Regions from separate parts of the Hordeum vulgare genome. Here region 2 is linked to region 1. Evidence: chromatin contacts called from public Hi-C data. All regions are on one chromosome and are shown on one strand. The core of a region is the stretch at or near the end of the contact, and the rest is flanking DNA. Distances in the headings are between cores, read along the strand shown.

Region 1 (3,177 bases), core at 484-2,983:
ATAGTGAGTAAGTTGACCGAAAGAAAGAAATCTCTTGGACAAGACATGCATCACACACATGAGCCGACGGATGCTCCATGTGATCCGCCAATGGAAGGCAAGCATTTTTCTTTTTCATTACAACTAAATTATGCGGTTAATGATATTTTAATTAGGAAAAGTGGAACTACAAGAAAGGCGAATGTTATTTTGATCGGTACATCCGAATGCAGCTTACTCCTTTCATCCGATGAAGAATGTATGTTTGACGTTAAAATTTGTCCATCAAAGAGTGTATTTTTATCTTTCTAATATACTTTAAAGTAGAAAAAAGTTTCTTTCTTAGTACACGGTAATCAAGACTAATAATATTTTACACGTAATCTTCTTAATTTCTACATGCATTTAATTTATTGGGATTGTGTAATTAAAGAGAAGAGAGATGGTGGCTTGCACTTTTTCAATGCATTTTTCACTCAACTTCATAATCTCCCCTGATAATAAAGCGCGCAGCGCTTCTGCAGTACGTCGCCGTTTCTTTTTGCAAAAACACTCCTTGCTTTTTCGGTATTCCACCCGCAGTCCGTTTTTAAGTCAAAAAATGAATCTTTTTTGCATTTTGTAGAAAACCCCCTCATGTTTCACGTAATCAACCCTGTAGTCCGGATTTAAGTCAGAAAACGAATCGTTTTTTTTTATTTTCCCGAAAACCCCCTGATGTTTCTGGTAATCAACCCGCCCTCCGTATTTTAACAAAAAAACCCTAACTTTTTAGTTAATCAATCCATATTTTATCTAAAACAAAATTATCCATATCTTTTAAACCGTAACTCCGATTTTAACATGTTATATATGAAATTTGATTAAAACATGTGTAGAATCTAAATAGGATGTTATCTTTAGCTGTTGAATATTTCTTAAATATTATTTTTGGTGCAAACTTAATCTGTAGTGCATGTTTCTTTTTTTTTCTCTTTCCGGCGACGATATGAATTGTAATAAACATCCATTAAATTAAAACCAAATTGAGAGGAAAGAAAACATCGTTAACACACATGCACACCTTTAGAAAACCTCGTGAGGAGAAACAATATTCCGAGTGACTGTACATTCAAACGCGTTTTCGTTGTGTGAGCACTAAAAACATCATCGATAACACAAATGTGATGCCATGTGAAAATATATTGCGTTTAGAGTGTGTGTTATTTTCTCTTCCGTTGCAACGCACGGGCTATTTTGCTAGTCTATCCTAAAATATTAGAGTAGCCAAAAAATTACGTAAAAATTTGAAAAAGGAAAAAAGAAACACGCAGCAGGTCAGGCCATGAGCCCCACCGCGCCGGGCACGCAGCCACGCACGTGCTTCCACGTGTCACTAGCCTTCAGCTAAAAGTCACTCCGCCCTCCGCGCGTGCTACTCAGATCCAGATCCCGCGGCCTTTACAAAAGACGGCTGCTCCCCAAACAGTATGGAACCACTCCAAAACCTACCCAAGTCCAATGACATGCGGGCCCGGAAATCTTGTCGCCCCACGGTACATCGTCAGGCAGCGCGCGATCCTTGTCCAAACACAGAAACCTCTTCGAGCAAAGTCAAAGAGCGCACCCCTCCACGTCATGCCGGCCCCGGCGGGCCCCGCCCGTCCGATCCCCGCGAACCGACGGCCTGGATCCGGCACGCACCTCCCTCCGACCCCCCCCCCCCCCCCCCCACCTATAAATATCCACCAAGAGAGCGGCATCCCCGCGCGCGTCAGGTCGCATCGGATCGAACCGTTTCGCTCCACTCCGGGTCTCGACCAGCCTCGTGCGCAGGATCCAGATCCAACTCCACTCTGTGTTCGGGCTCCGTCGCTTCGGCAAAGGGAAAGAAAAAAAAAAACTAGGCAGCGCGACGAGACGACTGGAGGCTCGAGGAAAAGGAGAACAGGAGGGACACAAAGAGGAAGAGAGAGGATAAAAGGAAAGAGGATAAGGGGCCGGAGGCGGCTCGAACCCGCGCGCTCTCCAGATCCGCCCTTCTCCCGCGCAAATCCAGCTCGCTGCCGCGCTCACCAAGGGAGAATCCCGACCTAGGGTTCCCCGCGCCTCAGACCCAGCCTCCAGGTCCGTGCTTGCATCCTCTTTCGCTTCGAATTGCTCGGCTATTATGATTTGGGGGGTTTTCGCTTTCGGGTCGGTAGGCGTGTGGTTGTGAGGGCGAATTAGAAGATTTGAGAGTCAGGCTGTCGGATTTGTGCTCTAGTGCTCCCTACGGATTCGTAGGGCCAAGTGTAATGTTAGGGTTTTGCTCGCTGCAGAGCATTTGAATGCCTGTAAATTTCGGTTTGTGTGCTTCCATTTCAATTCATGGGAGGTTTCAGTTCGGTGTGTGTGTGTGTGTCTGTGGCTGAAGCTTTTTGTCGTTATTCAGCAGATCTGTGCCACCTCGCTGGCGCCTGGTAACATGACACCAACGGTCCTCATGGAGTTTGCGCCGCAGAGGCAGATTAAACGGGGCTACGACGAAATGGCCTACCGGGGCGTGCCCCGTGGGTATGCAGAGACAGTTGATGAGTCAGGCAGCCCTGTTCGTGTTGACTCCCAAGATTCGTCTGCGCCAAAACGCAAGTGCATCAGCCTTAACAGTGATGGCTTTGGTGTGAAGCGAGAGATCTTTGTCCCGTCTAAGATGTCATCGTCTGAGCGCCGGTACCTCCGCAAGAGATTCCGGTCAGAGCTTGATTCGGTCCGGGATCTCCTTAAGAAGCCAGAGTTTTTGGCCATCTTGCCTGTCAGCAGAGCACCTGCCTACTCATCCTCGGCTGCCCCTCGGCCTAAAAAGGTGCAACGGGGGAGCCATGTTGTCCGTGGTGCCAAGGGACGCTTCTTGCCCACAAAACCTCGGCCGGAAATGTCTATAGTGTTGCCTGAAGCTACAATTCTGAAGATGTGCGAAGGTATTCTGAAGAAGCTGATGACTCAGAAATGTAGTCATATTTTTAATGTTCCGGTAGACGTGGAAAAGCTGAATATTCCAGATTACAATGACATTATCAAGCACCCGATGGACCTGGGGACCATCAAGAAGAAGCTAGATTCTGGTTCCTACACAAGGCCATCTGATTTTGCAGCTGATGTCAGGCTGACCTTTAACAATGCAATAACATACAATCCTCGAGGGCATGCAGTGCATGATATGGCCATTCAACTGAATAA
Region 2 (2,959 bases), core at 300-2,799, 320 kb before region 1:
ACGACTATTTCCTTGACATCCACAATCGAAGGGTGATGGAATGATAGCAGGATATTTATTTCCCTTAGAGAAGTCAGTGGGAATCCTTCCCGTTCATTCTCCATCTTTACCTTCTTCAATGCAACAATCTCACCAGTTTTTTTATCCTTTGCCCTAGATACAATACCGTATGTACCCTCATTGATTGTGTTGAGCCTCTCAAACTCGTCAACACCCCTACAACCCTGAAGCATGTTAATGCACCTATGCGGCGACCCTGCAGGCTCTGGGGTTCTAGAGCTACACCCCTGACTCTCAGAATCAGTGCGCAGCACACAAAGAGCAGAAGAATCATCCTCAGCATCCTTCTCAATATCCATGTAGTCACCCTTATCTACTTCAAGATCCCTGTTTGCACTAAACTGTACTAAGCCAGAGTCAGAAGACACTGAGGAGTTTCCCCCTGAGTCTTTATCCACCATCAACTTTCCAAGCTCTGGGCTTGTAGCCTTCTTCAGGAACCCTTGTTCTGGTGACAGGCTTTTCTTCTTCTTTGACACAATTTCTTTCTCATCATCAGCATCTGCCCACCGTGAACTCATAATGTTTATCATTGTTTGATAAGTGTCCTCCTCCTCATCCTCCTCCATAATAACCCTAACCCTGCCATTGTTGCGCTCCTGTAATCTTTCAACATTTTGTACATCAACCGACGCATCCAAATCAATGCTGCTCAGGTTGCCAACATCCAGGAGGTTGGCAACCACAGCGCCTACCTCTTCCATGCTACTCGCAACATCTTGGACGCGAGGCTTTGAACCATTCCTATCCAAATTAACCGGCCAGTATTTTCGCTTCTTACTTGGGGACGGCACCCCGCCCTCCCTGCTGACCCCAACAGCACCATTCACACCAGGTTCCCTTGCCTTGAGCGGGTGCCCACGAGAATCTTCCGAGCCACTTCCACTTGAAACCTCACCGGGTTCCCTCTCCTCCCTCCTTCCTGAGGGCCGGCTCTTCGGTGGCAGATGTGGCGACCGGTGGCGGGTGTACCCATTTGACGGCTCCCGGTCCCTGCTCCGGCCGCCATCACGACGATAATCTGAGTCGCGGTGGCGGCTAGGGTTGCGGAGATGGCGATCCTTGCCTCTTTTAGAAGCCTCCAGATCGAACTCCCGCTCCCTCGACACCTCGTAACCACTGTACCCTCCGCGGCGTCCAGCGGCCATGATGCGCAGGCACAACAAATCCTAGCAATTGAAGGGAATCGCGGGAAAATTGGCTCGCCAAACCCTAGATCCACGGGCCAAAACCAAACCCTGGGGGGGGGGGGGGGGGGGGGGGGGAGGTTTTTCTGGATCGAACAGGGGATCGGACCTCTTCCGAAATTGGGGATAATATGCTGGAGCTCTGCGCTAGCTCGCGCGTGCGTGGCGAGGAAGCTTATCGGAAGTCGGCGACCAAGGACGCGGAGAGGGATCGTGCGGGTTTGTGGTGGCGGCGGCGGTGGGTGGGGTTGGAGGGCGACGCGAAGAAAAGAAGAGGAAGTTGCGTCCGGCGTCGCCTATCGTGCTGTGCTGTTTGAGCGGTATCTGAGTTCGCATTGGACGCGAAGGCGGCGCGTTTGAGCCGATGGCAGGTGGGGTTCGACACGGAGGCTCCGGTTGGGTCTGAATTGTTTTCTTTTCCTTATCTCTACTGCTCCCTCCGTTTCTAAATATAAGTCTTTAAAGAGATTTCATTAGTAGACTACATACGGATGTATGTAGACATACTTTAGAGTGTAGATTCACTCATTTTGCTCTGTATGTAGACTTCTAATGAAATATCTTAAAAGACTTATATTTAGGAACGGAGGGAGTAGTAAGCATGCACGTGCAACGCAGAATAACCGTACACCGAAATTTCTCTGCTCATAATTAGTAAAAATCACACATCCAAGGCAATCAACATGATGAATTTCTCCGTAAAAAACATATAAGATATTTATTGTCTGTATACTCCCTCCGTGCCTAAATATATGTCTTGTATGCACTACATACGGATGCATATAGACATTTTGATCCATATGTGATTTATATTCAAAATTTTAAAAAGATTTATAATTAGGAATGGAGGAAGTAGTCAAAATAGAATCAAATATTCCATAATGTACAAATAAACATGGTAGACACAGAAAAGGTACAAAAAAAAAATAAGAACATACTCCCCTTATAAAAAAAAGACCTCACCCACTCCGGTTATCAAAAATAACCTCACAATTTCCTCCAAAAAAAAAACCTCACAATCTCACCCACGTTGTTATATAAAAAAACACAATCTCACCCACTCCCCCTCTCCCCACCCGATCCTTATCCTCTCCTCTGAGTGCACTGCGACCACAGCCCTCTCCCCACCCGAACCTTATCCTCTCCTCTGCACTGCGACCACTCCAGTGTGCTCCGCGCGAAACCCTGCTGCTCCTCCCAGCAGAGCTCCTCCACGAAATCCTCATCCGCCTCGTGCTCTCGGAGCTGCTCCGCGTCCGCTCCGTCGCCCGTCCCCTGTCCCACCTCATCTCCTCCCCGGACTTCCGCCGCTTCTACCACCTGTCCTCCGTCTCGTCCGGCCCCGCCCCGGCCGCCGTGTGGCTCCTTGTGTTCAAGAAGCTCCCGCCCCGCGGCGCCGCGCTACGGGGCTTCCACGGGCCGTCCGGCCGCTGGTTCCGCATCGCCGTCTCGGACATCATCTCCCCCGCCGTGCCCCCGGGGGAGGACCTCTACTTCCTCGCTGCCTCCGGCAGCTCCTTCCTGTTCGCCGCCAACGGCCGCCGCGAGCTCGTGGTGGTTGACCTCTCGGCCCAGTCGGCCCGGCAGCTCCTTCATGTTTGCCGCCGCCGCTCCCCTACCGTCCGCGCTCCTCTCTCGAGGCCACCCCGGACACCGAAGCTCATGGCGCAGAGGGCCGCGGGCGCGCTTCTCCGGCGGCCCGTGGGGCTCGC

What was found. Hi-C and Micro-C count contacts between places; a contact is called where the count stands out from the background.
Region 2: a Hi-C map of seedling shows a contact between it and region 1, with 4 times the contacts expected there. The contact joins the promoter of LOC123403399 here to the promoter of LOC123400963 in region 1. A contact is called at or near these places in 3 of 6 Hi-C or Micro-C datasets (leaf and seedling) and 1 of 1 datasets of contacts at active chromatin or transcription factors (embryo).

The regions. Positions count from the first base shown.
Region 1 is chr6H:339,184,315-339,187,491 of MorexV3_pseudomolecules_assembly, reverse strand. It overlaps LOC123400963 (transcription factor GTE10-like), which reads left to right and starts at 1,733. Exons shown (of 10, transcript XM_045094677.1): 1 at 1,733-2,085; 2 at 2,393-3,177. The coding sequence starts at 2,426.
Region 2 is chr6H:339,505,002-339,507,960 of MorexV3_pseudomolecules_assembly, reverse strand. It overlaps LOC123403399 (cyclin-dependent kinase G-1-like), which reads right to left and starts at 1,549. Exons shown (of 8, transcript XR_006611469.1): 1 at 1-1,549.